2 separate regions of the Rattus norvegicus genome follow, and region 2 is linked to region 1. Evidence: chromatin contacts called from public Hi-C data. All regions are on one chromosome and are shown on one strand. The core of a region is the stretch at or near the end of the contact, and the rest is flanking DNA. Distances in the headings are between cores, read along the strand shown.

Region 1 (6,942 bases), core at 368-2,867:
AATTTTAAAAAGTAAGTTTAAAAAAAAATCACCAAACAATCTAAACCCACCAATCTAGCTATGGAATGTATACATTTGTGTATCACTAACAGAACAAAAAGATTAGTTTCAGGCTCTTCCTCCACACTGAATTGAATGGAACAGTGAGGGATAAAGGAAAAGGCTAATGAAGCAGGTTTGGATACACACACCAAAGTTTGCCACAAGCAAAGTAAGACTGCCATGAGTTACAGATCTAATTAAATGTCAGGATTAAGTACAGTGGCACAATAAGGAAGTCCCCAGATCCCCTAATTTTCGGCCTCCACAAGCCGTAGCTTCTCTAGGAAGGCTGAGAGCATGACTCCTGCTTACAAACGAAATAGACATTAAGCACAGAAAAGAGTCAAATAATGGCGTCTGCTGAGCCTCGGCCCGACAAAATCTCAATGCAGTTAAAATACTTGAGGGAGGGCTGGAATTTTCTGGACTCTTATCATCTGATCCAGAATCAAAGTATTTACTGACCTGAAACAACACCTGAATCACCACCAATAAATGGAAAAATGTACTCAGCAAGCGACCTACCAGCCACCCTTTGGGTGAGCCTATTTCACTTTGCTGTGATACGCAAAGAATATGGAATTGAAAAGTCACAATGAGCTCATCAAATATGGCTTGAGAGTTTTCCAAAACCATGTTTATGCTTTTATTTATAACCTCACTCCCACAAAATACTTTGCAATGTCTGGGAAAAGAACAGGCTTGTTCGGATTTACTAAAAACTAAGGGGAGAGCAAAAAACAAAACAAAACAAAACCCCAAAGTTCTTGTTTTAATAAAAAACGACCATTTCGTGCCTTGACTCAAATAAAAGATCCCCAAGTTCACATTAAAAGTTTTTCGCAAAAATATTCCAGCGACGTATCGGTATGCCAGCTGGAAATATGATATAGCCAACCAAACTATTTTCCTACCCACAAATTATCCCCTCCCTTTTATAAGTGTGACTGACTACACTCTACCTTCTGTTCAAAACATCGTTCACCACAGAGTTGAGGGCACGGCAAGCCTCCTAAACTTCCACAAAGCCCAACACATCCTGTCGCCCTCCGCTCCCGGTGCACCCCATCTTTGTCTCTCCCAGGTCCGGTTCTCCCTTCCCGTCTCCCTCCTGCGCTGTCAGCCGGGCCGGAAGGCGCAGGCGGCCTTCCCTCGCCGCGCGGCCAGCCCTATTCCGGGAGCAAGGCCGGGCCCGCACTCGGCGGCCGCACGCGCACTTCCCGCCGCGCGAGCGCTCAGGCACAAGTTCGCAAACAGCCCGAACGCGCCGGGACTGCCGTGATTCAGCAGCGGGCCGGGCAGAGACGGCGGGCCGAGCCCGGAAAAGGTCACCGCGACGCTACGGGCAACGCCCGGACCTCGACCCTTAGGCCGGCACGGGTGCGGCCCGGGCCGGGCGGCGGCGGCGATTCCTACCTCTGCGGCTCTTCGGGGAGCTCCGCTTGCTCCGGGCGCTGGCTCGCTCTTCCTCAATCGCAGCTGCTATCTCAGGGTTGTCTTCCCCATTGTACCAGACCAGGAGCTCCTCGCCAGGCGCGATTGGCTACCGAAGAGAAGAGACAAGGGGCAGACCAATCAGAGACACGGTTGTTGGCGGGGGCGGCGCAGCAGCGGGCAAGAGCGGCGCGCGGACCGCAAACAGCTGTCGGGAGGGCGCCGCCGACGCGGGTGCGCGCGGAGGGGAGGCAGGGCCAGGGCGCGCGCTGGAAGGAGGCGGACCCTAGAGCGCAGGCCGGGGGCAGAAGGCGGAGCCGCGACCAGAGCTAGCAGAAAATTCCTTGGCTGGCACAGCCAAGGCAGGGCATTAGGGACAAGCAGGACGGCCTGGCAGCTTGTCACAGGGGCTCGCAGGAGTTCATGCACCGGCTGATATGAGCCTAGTGCTCAGCCTCCATCTCCAGATTCTTACAGCTAGCTCCAAACCTCATGCCACCCACGCAAAAGAGAAAATAAAACACGGGACGATTTTGCTCATGAAATTCAAGTGGATGAGAAATGTAAAGGGCAAATGGCATGGGAAGGAGTTAAAGTATACGTTTCTAATTCCAAGCACAAGTTAAGCAGGAACGAGGTACACCTTTAACCATAAACAACACAAGTACAGAAGCCCTGAGCTCAGTCAGAGCCCAACCTAGCACCCACAATGCACAGTCATCAAAGCAGCGCAGGCTGTGAGAAAACATCAAGAGTGTACATCACCGTTACAGAAATCCCTAAGATAGCATTCCATGAATTATGTTCCTAAAACAGTAAGTTCTTCAGTCACACCTGACACCATCATACAACTACACATGCAACATCCTGAAGAAATATTTTAAGTAGAAAAGCAAGTCCTAAACAGAATTGGGAAGGTAGCTAGCAGTTTTCTTTCATTGCCGGGAACCCATCTGTTCAGAAAGTACAAGTAAAAGCCCATCTAAGCCCACATGCTGACACAGATGATCACAGGAAGAGACACAGAAAAAAGGGAATGTTCTCGCTTGGTGTAGAATGAGTGGGAATGAGGCAATTAAAATAACCCATATTGCAGTCTTGAACACAGATTGATCCAGACAAGGCCACCAGTGGACCTACCAGTATTAGGTGAGAGCGTAAGTGCCCAAACATTTGCTTCCTGTCAAAATCCTCTCCCCATAAACAGCTACCAGTCACAGACAGAGGAAGAGTCTTTAAAATGACTCAGATGGACAGCACCTGCTCCTGAGACTATGCAGAGGACAGATCAGTTCTGGGATGCCCAGAGGCATAAGTGGAATCTAATCAGAAGGAAGGCCAAACTTAGTCTCCTCAGAACTGAGAAGTTATCAAAGACTAAAGTAACTGCCCAAGCCAAGGAGACAAATGAGAGCCAGAATTCTGTTTCTATAAGGGTGTTGGAGTAGGTGTGTCACTGTCAGCAGGGGCTATAAGACCCTCATCCTAGCTACCTGGAAGCCAGTACTCTGCTAGCAGCCTGTAGAAGAAGAGGTAGATCTCTCAGCACCTCCTGCGCCATGCCTGCCTGGATGCTGCCATGTTCCCACCTTGATGATAATGGACTGAACCTCTGAACTTGTAGGTCAGCCTCGAGTTGCTTTGGTCATGGGGTCTGCTCACAGCAGTTAAACCCTAACTAATACAGACAGCAAGCATGACTTTGTTTCATTGTCCACAGAAGTCTCATTATTCAAAAATATTCAGGTTGTTTAAAATAAAAGAACCAGCCCCTGTTTACTTTGTTCCTCCAAAATATAGCTAAAATCTGCCACTTTACTGTTTTTTAACCAGTGTCTCATATCCTTTCTTGAATCAGCTAAACTTACCTAAAACCCCTACTTTGGCAATGTATTAATGAGTTAAAACAGCCATCACAAACATCTTTTGGGACTTTGATGAGCTAATCTGATTTGTTTGCTTTCCAAAATTAAACTGTTTTCAGATCGTGTAAATCTTAGTTCAGTTCTCTTTTTGATTGAGATATATATATATATATATATATATATATATATATATATATATATATATATATATATCTGAGAAATGGTATTAAACACTATGTGGAATGATTAGGATTCTAGAAAATATAAAATACAAGCAAAGTTTGAAAGTAAAGGGAATGAGGACAAATGTACACTTCTCCTGGTTTCCATCACAGCATAGTCAGGACACTGGCATCCAAGAACAAGAGCCCTATTCCTAGCTCCTGGCTCCCTTCTCCATGCCCTTGGACCATCAGCAGAGAGAGCTTTACTTTACAAAGAGATGAGGTAAACATCTGCACAGAGAGGAGCGAAGCTCGGTGCCCTGGGTTTGAGCCCCAACACCAAAGACGGAGAGGGCAGAAATAAATACAAATTTCTCATAGAGAAGAAACTTAGGTCCATTCAAGTTAGTCTTTATTGCAAAACACAGCCTAGAATATGTGTGTGTGCTACCAATCGAATCAAATAACCACCTAAGCATTGGCTGACTGGTGAAGCCTCCTCTTCCGACTGAGCAGCTCTCCACATCGTCTGTGACTGAGGTGTTGCCATGTTGTGGAGCCACATGCCAACAGACACATTTTTATTTTGTACCCCTTAGGATTTTCAAGATTTCTTACAATAAGCTGAAGAGAAACCAGAGCCATGCCTTGTAATTCATTTACAAAGACTGCCTCAGAAATGCTGAATCCTGGAGAGCACAGCAGATCACAGCTGAGGGATCCAAAAGGCCTCCAACATAATGGGACAAGTGCCTTCAGGCGCACACAGATCAGCGGCACGCTCTGCCGGTGCAGCTCGTCAGTTCCCACTCGGAGTAGCTGTCAATACCCTACACTGACCCACGGCATCCGTCTACTTTTACAGCAAACGCATGAATTAATCTTTTATCTTAAACATCTACTCCCAATACAAAAATCTGAAGCCGGAAATGCTCCAGAGTTTCAAAGTTATATGTGGTGACATGACTCCACAATCAAGACCAGGATAACAGAGCCCCTGCATGAAGTGCTGGTATGTCCACTTGTCTCAAATGTACCTGAGATAGAAGTCAATTCTGTACTTAGAGGTGGGTCCCTCCTGAAGAACTAAGTGTATGCGGATATTTAAAATCCAAAACACTCTGATACTCGACATCGCAAACACGGAATGCTCAACCTATACAGCTGTCTGTCTCCATCCCTAGTTTACGCTGCCTGTTTCACAGTCACCTTGTCTTTCTCCACCAGGATCCCACCTTGCCAACAGAAACAGATGTGTCTCCTGCTTGAGATGTATTTGAGAAACCAGACGGATCCTTAGTGCCCTTTGGAACCAGGCAGCAAGTCTACTAGAACTGCCTGTGACTAAAAGTCAGTAGAAAGAAATGAAAAACAAGTTTTGGACAGCCTAAGTATGAACATGGGGGGAAAATCCAAATTCTGCTGTGCCTAGAAGCCAGGTTTAGGTATAAACATGTCACAGTGGCAAAGCTAAGAAAATACAATTGAAGGACATTTTTTTCTCCATGTGGAAACGTTTAATGAGAGAAGTAGAGTGGAAGAAGAAAGAAAAGGCTGGCCATGAGCACGTGGAGGAAAGTGTGGGGAGGGGAGTTGGGGGAGGAAAGAGGGGAAGAGCCTTTTTTTTTTTTTTTTTAAACTGAAGAACATTTAACAGCCACACTCTAGCACAGCTTGCAGAAAGCCTTTTGCTACCACACCTATGAACTCAGGACCCTGCCTGAAATTCTCAAGAGTTTCCAACTCTGAGGATTTTAAACCAAGAAAGAAAAAAATCTATAGACTTGTCCCCTAGTTTGTAACATATACAAGTGGAACCAACTGAATGAAAAGCTATTGTTTGTTACAGCAATTTGGACAGAGGTATCTATTCCAAGAGGTAACTATCATCTATCTTTTCAGTCCCAAGATTCCATTCTAGAACATTCCATACATGGAATGTAGATCTGTCTGCTACAGAAACACGACAGTGAAAACCAAAGAGGGAGCCAGAATCTTGTTCACCACATAAACATGCTAACATGAAAAGCATCCTAGTAGTAAGGTCCCAATTGTGCTGGGTCCCAAATGTGCTGGTACCTCATCACCAGCTCTGAGTGTGGTCCTCTTCATCTCTGCAACTCATTTTCCCAAGAAATATTTTGACAGGAAAAAGAAATATATCCCAAATTCTTTCCTGAATATAACCAAAGCTAATCCAAGGCTTCACACAGTCTGAATACTATGAGTGTGCTCTCTGTTAACAGGCACCACCATGGTACTGAGAGCTGGGCGTCTGTGTCAGAGGAAGAGGCGAGGAGCGGATGCCACAGATAACCAACAGTATGAAGAAAGATGCAGTCTGCAATTCCTTGACACAATCTTCTTGCTCTAGTTCTCCAACACATGCAAGGCATCATGAGCCATGTACGTAACACAGAGCTGTGGGCGCATGGAAGAACCACTTCAAACACAAAGTTGTTTTCAGTTACAATTAGACTGCATTTAGAGAACGCCTGACAAGTAGCCAGGAGACCGACACTAACACTGTTACCTTTAAGGTTTTATAGTAAATGGCTCTGTTGATTTCCAGTGGAAATAAATTCTGCTCTTCTCCTGAGCAAGCCCAGTTCACATAGCGTAGCCAGTTGCCCTTCTCCGGATCGGTGGCATCAATGCACATCCACCCCAAATTTGGGTAGTAGACCTAGGGATGGAGAAGAACAAGCTTGTATTAGGATAGGAATGCCTAAAAACAGCTGCACCTCAACTTTCCTTCAGCTCTTTTCACTATACACAAGCACTCTAAAAGCACTTCAAAGAAGCAATATAGAAAAATGCAAACAGAAAACAGAAGCTGTAAACTCTTAGACTTTCTTTAGGCTTGGTTCCCCATCCCATCTCCTGCCACCATAGGAGGACCTGAAGGTCTATACTTGATCTACGAATGTTCCCTGTGCATGAAAATAGGTAAGAGCTACATGCCCTCAAGTGTGACTCAGCAGTGCCTTCTAAGAGATTCTGCCGGTCCAATCCAGGTCTGTACCACTGAAGTACACAGTCAGCGCTCTCTTTCTGGCATGATTGACAGGAACTTCAGAAAATGAACACATGTTGAGAATCAGCCATGTGGGTGACAAGCTATTACTGTTTTGTAAGTCTCACTGTCCCTTAACACCTGTACCATGCAGCATATGTGTCAGAACTAAGGTTCAGCAAACAGGTGTGCAAAGTTCTGGGATGCTGCAGAAAGGAAAAAAAAAAAAAAACACAGAAAACCTAGCACACAGGCTCTACTCTAGGAAGAAGCTTCTCTGATCATCTGTGCTTGCTCAACTCCTCCTCTGAGATGCTCTGCAAGTAGTCTGAAGTTAATATACCAGTTAATCCCCAAAACCGGACTGCAAAACACCTAAGTAAATTGAACCAGAACACAAATAGTCATTGTTTTTAGGAAG
Region 2 (6,354 bases), core at 1,431-3,930, 57 kb after region 1:
CACCAGGCCTCATACCAAACACTGTAATTGCTGATAGGCAGCATACAAACTGTGAAGCACTAAGAGCACGTCAGCAGCAGCAGAAGTCATGCTCAGCAGGTAACATCCCCTTTGTACCCAGAATTCCCTGTAGATGCTCTCTGCATACAAGTCTGGCATATCCCTCAAGGTCCCATACGCACGCTCTCACTACGGAGTTTCCCAGTGAGAGCTGCAGGTTTGCTGTAGGGTTTCCCCCTTTACATATATTAAGACTAACATGAAGCTAGTCAGAAGACATGAAAATAGCAAACCATTCGTAGTGCTCTTCACCCTGGAAACTGTGAATTGACAGACCCCTGAAAGGTGTCTAAGTCAGATCTAAACTTGAAAAGATATCAGCATTCTGGAAAAAAAAATCCCCATGAATAAATAAATAGCCAATGTGAAATAATCATCAAAAGAAACTGGGTGCAGATGTGTGTGAGCTACAGACAACCACAGAGAAAACAGGGAGGTTACTCCTTAGCAAGGTAGCTGAAACAAAATCATGTACGGTCAGACACTACAAAAGCACATTTTCCAGTCCTCACATCTTAAATAAGTGCAGAATTTTAAAATTCATCATAGAGGGGAAAAAAAACTTCCAAAATTTAGTGAAAAGGCTTTAGAATCTTTATAGATCAATGTGGGACTGGTTGATGAATCCATCCACATATCAGACGGCCATTGAAGATCCAATGAAAGAACAGTTAAAGACAGACACACACAACAGCATAGCGGAAGACAAGCTACGTCAATACACACAACATACCAATTCTGTATAAACTATTATACAGAAGTGGATGCTTCTATAAATAAATATATGTGAATAAAGAAACACTCGCAGGCACACCCTGAGGGACTAGTGACAATCTGCTACAATGTTAACAATGGCTATCTGTGGAGGCGGAAGTTTATGGCCAGTTTCTATTCCTTCTTTGTGCTTTTCTGTTTTTCAACTGTCCTGCAGTGGAGACTATTTTGCTGTTTTGTGCTTACAGAGCTAACACATTATTACAAAGTTACACCTTATTATCTGGAGCACTGTATAGAAAAAAAAAAAAAAAAAACCCTTAAACCTCAATGAAGCCAACTCTTCCATCGACAAACAGCAAACATTCATTGAAGCGTTACCATTATATCCCTGGTTCTAAGACTTTTTAAATGCATCAATGGTTTTAAAGAGGGGGGAGGGGGAGCCCTGAAATTACACCAAACGCAACTGACTGTTGCTTCCAACAATGGGTTTACAGTTCTATCCCCGTGTCTTGAAATAAAGGGGGCTTATTAAATGATCTCTGAAGGTCTTCAAAGCTAGGCTGAGATTTCTCAAGAAAAAGAATTTTTTACCAAATAAAGTGCTTGTAAGGAAGCTTGGAGGGTGGCAACTGCATGCAACCTCAAAAAACAGAACTCTACAGAAAAAGAAAACAGCATAATAATGTCTCTCGGTTCCTCCTCCGAATATCTAGATGCAAACTTCTAAATCCTTTTTTCTAATACCACCATGGGCAGGAATAATCAAACTGTAGTCTGTGCTATCGTAGGTTAAAAAGAACCATTGGAGGTGGGGGGGTTGCCTCTGCTGTACATATGACTTTAAAGAATAATCCTGAAGTAAACAAAAAACTTTAAGACACATTTTAGTCATGTTCTGGGGACATTTTGTACTAGAAACAAACGTTCCCCGGGTTTGATGAAAGGGTCCTAGGGGCAAGGAACTGAAATTCCGCAAAAGGCAGTTCATGTGTCAAATACACCCAAATCCTCAATACACGAAACATGGGGGTGGGGGAACCCCATTTCTCTAGGTGCAAATTCCAGCTGGGTAGTAAGGGGCAACGTGACTTCCCGGCTATCTGTGGGATTGTTTCCCCAGCTCGAGGCCCGACCTAACGGTCCCAGGCCGTGGGCGGGTGCTTCACGCGTGGATCGTGGAAGAACACTGACCTGTTAGGTGTATTGCGTGTCTCACTTGTCACCCTCGGAGACATAGTAGACGGATCTTTTAACTAATCAAAACCAGTCATATGTATGTTAGTGCACACCTGTGACACATGCACATATGCACCAGTGGGTCGATGGGGAACACTCGGGGAAACCACTGCCAGGTTTAGAGCACAGGGAAACTATACGGGGAAACACAAAGGCTCGAGGCACAGAACCAAGTCGAGGATGCGGATGCGCTCAGACACTCAGCTGGGACACAAAAGAGCAGAGATCAGCGCAGCCCTGCGGATGGGGACCGCCCGGGGCCCACGTGCGCTCCCCGCCGACCCCGCAGCCGCGCACCCCGAGTCCGCCGCGTCGCCACAAATCGGACCCCAAACTTGGCCGCAGGGACTTAAGAGTCGCCGGGCGGGAGCCTTCGCGCCGCCTCTCGTCGGCGCCCGCCAGCGCTAGCCACTGGTTCCTGGCGGTTCGGAGGAAGCTCGAAGGGGGCGCGTTAGCCCGCCCCGCAGTCCCCTTAGCGCCCGGCCCTGTCGCCCCCGCCGCGGTGGCCACACTCCTCACTGACACCAAGGGACATTCCCGGAGGCCCGCCCGCCCCGGCTCCGCCGCTCCTCACCAGAGCGCGACGTGCCAACGCTTCAGCGAGCCCAGAGCCTCAGCCGCCGCCGTCGCCCTGGCGCCCGCGGCCGCGCCGCCGCCATCTTGGCTTCGGCCGGAAGTGACGTCGACACGGCACCCGCAACCCCGACACCGACCCCACGCATAGCTCGTGGCCTGCGACCCCCAAGGAGCTTAACACGACGGCCGGGCGTGACCCTGACGGACTTGTGTCGCCCTCTCTGTCAATCACTGGTTCTCCACTCGTCCCAGAGCGTTCCCTCGAAAGGAAGCCCGTGTCGCCATTGCCTGGACGGCCTGACCACTATAGAGTTATGACTGAGGAACTCATATTTTCCTCAGCGAATCCACCCCCCTTCAGCCGATCTGGACTGACTGGCATGGTAGCGTACACTTTAATCCTCAAACTCGAGGCAGAAGCAGGCAAATCTATATAGTAAGTTTGAGGAGAGAGAGAACCACACCCTGAGACCTTGTTTCAAGCAAAACGAGCAGAATCCACTTTGAAGGCCACTATAACTCTGTCAGGCAAATAGTCTACTTAGATTGTGTGCAAAGGACCAGTGTAGACACACACACACACACACACACACACACACACACACACACACACACACACACACACACAGAGCGAGACTTGAACAAAGCAGATACAACTGGGTCGCTGTGTTCATCCTTACCAGGAGGCATTTGCCAATTGTCAGCCATGGGCCTAGGTCAGTGCCAGGGCTCTGTGGGGCAGAGCACGGCCTTCACCTTGCCCTTGGGAACTGATTCACTATTTACAAACAAGTGAGCAGTGGTACATAGTGGAGATAGATTATGTTGAACTCACTTCTGACATCCCAGAGAAGAGGTTTGACAGGAGTACGGTGGCCGATCAATCTGAAGTTGAGGAGAGAAGAAAATTACAGTTGTCACATCTAGATGGCATCTAAAGCCATGAGTATTTCAGGATAAAGCTATCCTCCGAGAAGAAAGGGAAAAAAAAATCTAAATGTAGTGGGCCATATTAGTCCTCTGTGAAAAGGATCTAAAGAGTAATAGATAATGTATTATGTCCAAATGTGTCTCCGAAACTTTGGAAAGACCAGACAAGTTGATCAAATGTACCTGTCGTTTAGAAAGCATGTCAACTGACGTGGATTGTGGTATACTCTGTAAAGGGCTGGTGATGTGGTGATCATCTCGTCAGTATTGTTGGCAGGTGCAAACGAGGTCTGGATCGCCACAGAGCCCACGGAGAAAGGAAATAAAAGCTCAAATGTTCATTTATTTCTCTCACTCTTCAAGGAAGAGTTTATAAACCTAAGAGGTACATGCAACCACATCACTAGACTATATATTATTATGATACAGTCTGCCATTGGAGTTTGCCCTCTTTACTTGAATAACACCTTCCAACTAAGAACATGCGTCAAAATCATCTGAGGTAGTGGGGGAGAAAAAAGGAGACCACCACCCTCACCTACCACCAAATGGCCACAGTCATCATTTTAAAAGAAAAAATATATATGCCCCCCTGGCATCCAAAAGAATGCAGGAGAAAAATAGGGGGCTGTCAAATCGAAAAGGACATGGAAAAACCAGAGAGCACCATGCCAAGAAGTCAGTGGCTGTTCTTCCTGTCTTTAATCTAAAATGACAATGTGTTGTTGTAAAAATATAAAAAATAATAAAAGTAACGTTTTCTTTTATTCCCCCTAGGTCAGGCACCTCAGTGCCCCAATATATCTGGATATCTTTTTTTTTTCTTTTTTCTTTTTTTTCCGGAGCTGGGGACTGAACCCAGAGTCTTGCGCTTGCTACCAAGCGCTCTACCACTGAGCTAAATCCCCAACCCTGATATCTGGATATCTTAATTCTTAGCAAAGCATCTTACCCATTCTGCTCCATCCCATATCACACTGCTAAAGGCCTCTCTCTGAGCCATCAGTAATCTCTCTACCTATCTAGCTCCCAAGGCAGGTTTCCATACCAGAAACACGCATCCTAACTCCAAGGCGACCCAGACCAGCCGCCCCACACTCCATTACACTTAAATCTACACATGAAAGAACACACAACACAGTAACCTTACATCCAATTGATAAGATATAATTGCTCACCTAAACATACAAAGCCCAGTACCATCCATCCCTTAAAAACATTTGTAACAACCTTTAAAGTTACAGTGTGGAATCTTAACGTCACCCGCCATATTGTCCTGCCATGGCTCCTCTCCCTCTTCCTCCTGTCTCTTTCTCCTTTCCCTTCCAGTCTCTTCCCCTTCCTTCAAACTTTTCTCCCGCCCAACCTTCCTTCTTGTCCAATGACAGGTCTCCTTCTATCCTGTTCCTGCCCTCACCTGTATTTTACAATTTAAATGGGGAGAAGGTTCTGGTGAAGTCACCTGATTCCTGAGTACTGAATAGGCTGCTGTCCGTGGGGCAGTGGAATTAGCATCAAAATACAGATAACTCCAGGGCAAACCACAACAACAATGCCTTTCCCCCCAGTTTCAGATTTGATACCTTGAAACAACAGAAAATTAATCTCCTTCAAATGTAGAGGTTAGAGTCCAAAGTCAGTATCAGTAGGCTAAGGCTAAGGTGTCAGTAGGACCACACTTCCTCTAAGGCTTGTAGGGGAGACTGTTTTCTTCTTCCAGCTTCTGGTGACTGCCAACATTCCTTGGCTTGCCACTGTGCCACCCAACTCTTAGAGGCCAACATCTTCATACTCTTTTCCCCATCTTCACCTCACTTTCTCCTTTGTAGGTAGTGAAATTTCCCTCTGTTCTTTCTTAAAAGAATATATACCGTTGCACGGAGGATACCCAGCTAAACCACAGTTGATCTCTTCATTGCTTAGTCATACCCACAGAAGCTCTGTATGAGGCAATGCTTGAAGATTCAAGGGATTTAGTTGAGGTCCGGTGCTTAGAAACTATTATTTGGCCTACCACACTGAGTATCTTCGGTTATTCTAAACACCATCTCTAACCAGCCATTGTGTACTTTTAATCTGTGTATTTTGTTTGGATGTGTTTCAATTCTGTAAACTGTGGTACTTCCCAGACTGAATGCTATGCTTTATAGTTTATCTGTTGAATTAAAAAAAAAAAAAGCTATGGAGATGTCAGTGAAATTTCATTAGTGATGATTAGCTGTAAGATATACTAAATACTATTGTTTTCCTTCTTTGAAATGATAGAATGCACTGCTAATGAACAAGGGAAGGGATTGAGATGCTTTAATCAGAATTCATGATCTATTTGTTAGGAGATGGGAGTATAGAACACACTCACTATCAAAGTCTGCACCATGAGTGAAACTCCATGCTGCACAGGTCACCTGGCTCAACTCTGGTCACTTTTGCACATTATGCGTTAACATGGGCACATGCTTCACTGAACACCCAGAACAATGTCTAAGCACTAAACAGATAATTTTTATAGGGGGAAAATGGCCTCTCCCTGAGGGAATAGATTAAAGCAATTATATATAGCCCAAACATTATATTTTATATTTTTTTAAAAAGTGATTATAATTAAAGCCACAGCAATTTCTACAGAATTGCCTCTTAAAAGATTAAAAACTTTATAGGTAAGACTAAAGACTTTAAACTACAGTATCTGTGACAATGTAAGTGGACTTAAGATTCCCTGAATGACAATACTTGTTCCCTGCTAGGTTCCATTCTCGACATTGTACATGGACTGTGTCACGTTCATAATAGCTGTGTGTGGTGAACTCATGTACACTGTGGGAACTAAGGCCA

Evidence for each region. Hi-C and Micro-C count contacts between places; a contact is called where the count stands out from the background.
Region 2: a Hi-C map of kidney shows a contact between it and region 1, with 3 times the contacts expected there. The contact joins the promoter of Prdm2 here to the enhancer-like site in region 1. A contact is called at or near these places in 2 of 12 Hi-C or Micro-C datasets (Schwann cells and kidney) and 1 of 1 datasets of contacts at active chromatin or transcription factors (oligodendrocytes).

The regions. Positions count from the first base shown.
Region 1 is chr5:160,756,709-160,763,650 of GRCr8, forward strand. It overlaps Prdm2 (PR/SET domain 2), which reads right to left. Exons shown (of 10, transcript NM_001077648.2): 5 at 6,039-6,191; 6 at 1,459-1,585. Among named protein-coding and RNA genes, the nearest start is that of Prdm2, 55 kb to the right of the region's middle. Within about 2 kb of position 1,618, at least 89 of the 93 cell types and tissues checked have an H3K27ac peak or open chromatin away from gene starts, as enhancers often do. A contact at or near this core is called in Schwann cells and kidney, where this site is marked.
Region 2 is chr5:160,812,460-160,818,813 of GRCr8, forward strand. Prdm2 (PR/SET domain 2) reads right to left here and starts at 2,681. Exons shown (of 10, transcript NM_001077648.2): 1 at 2,591-2,681.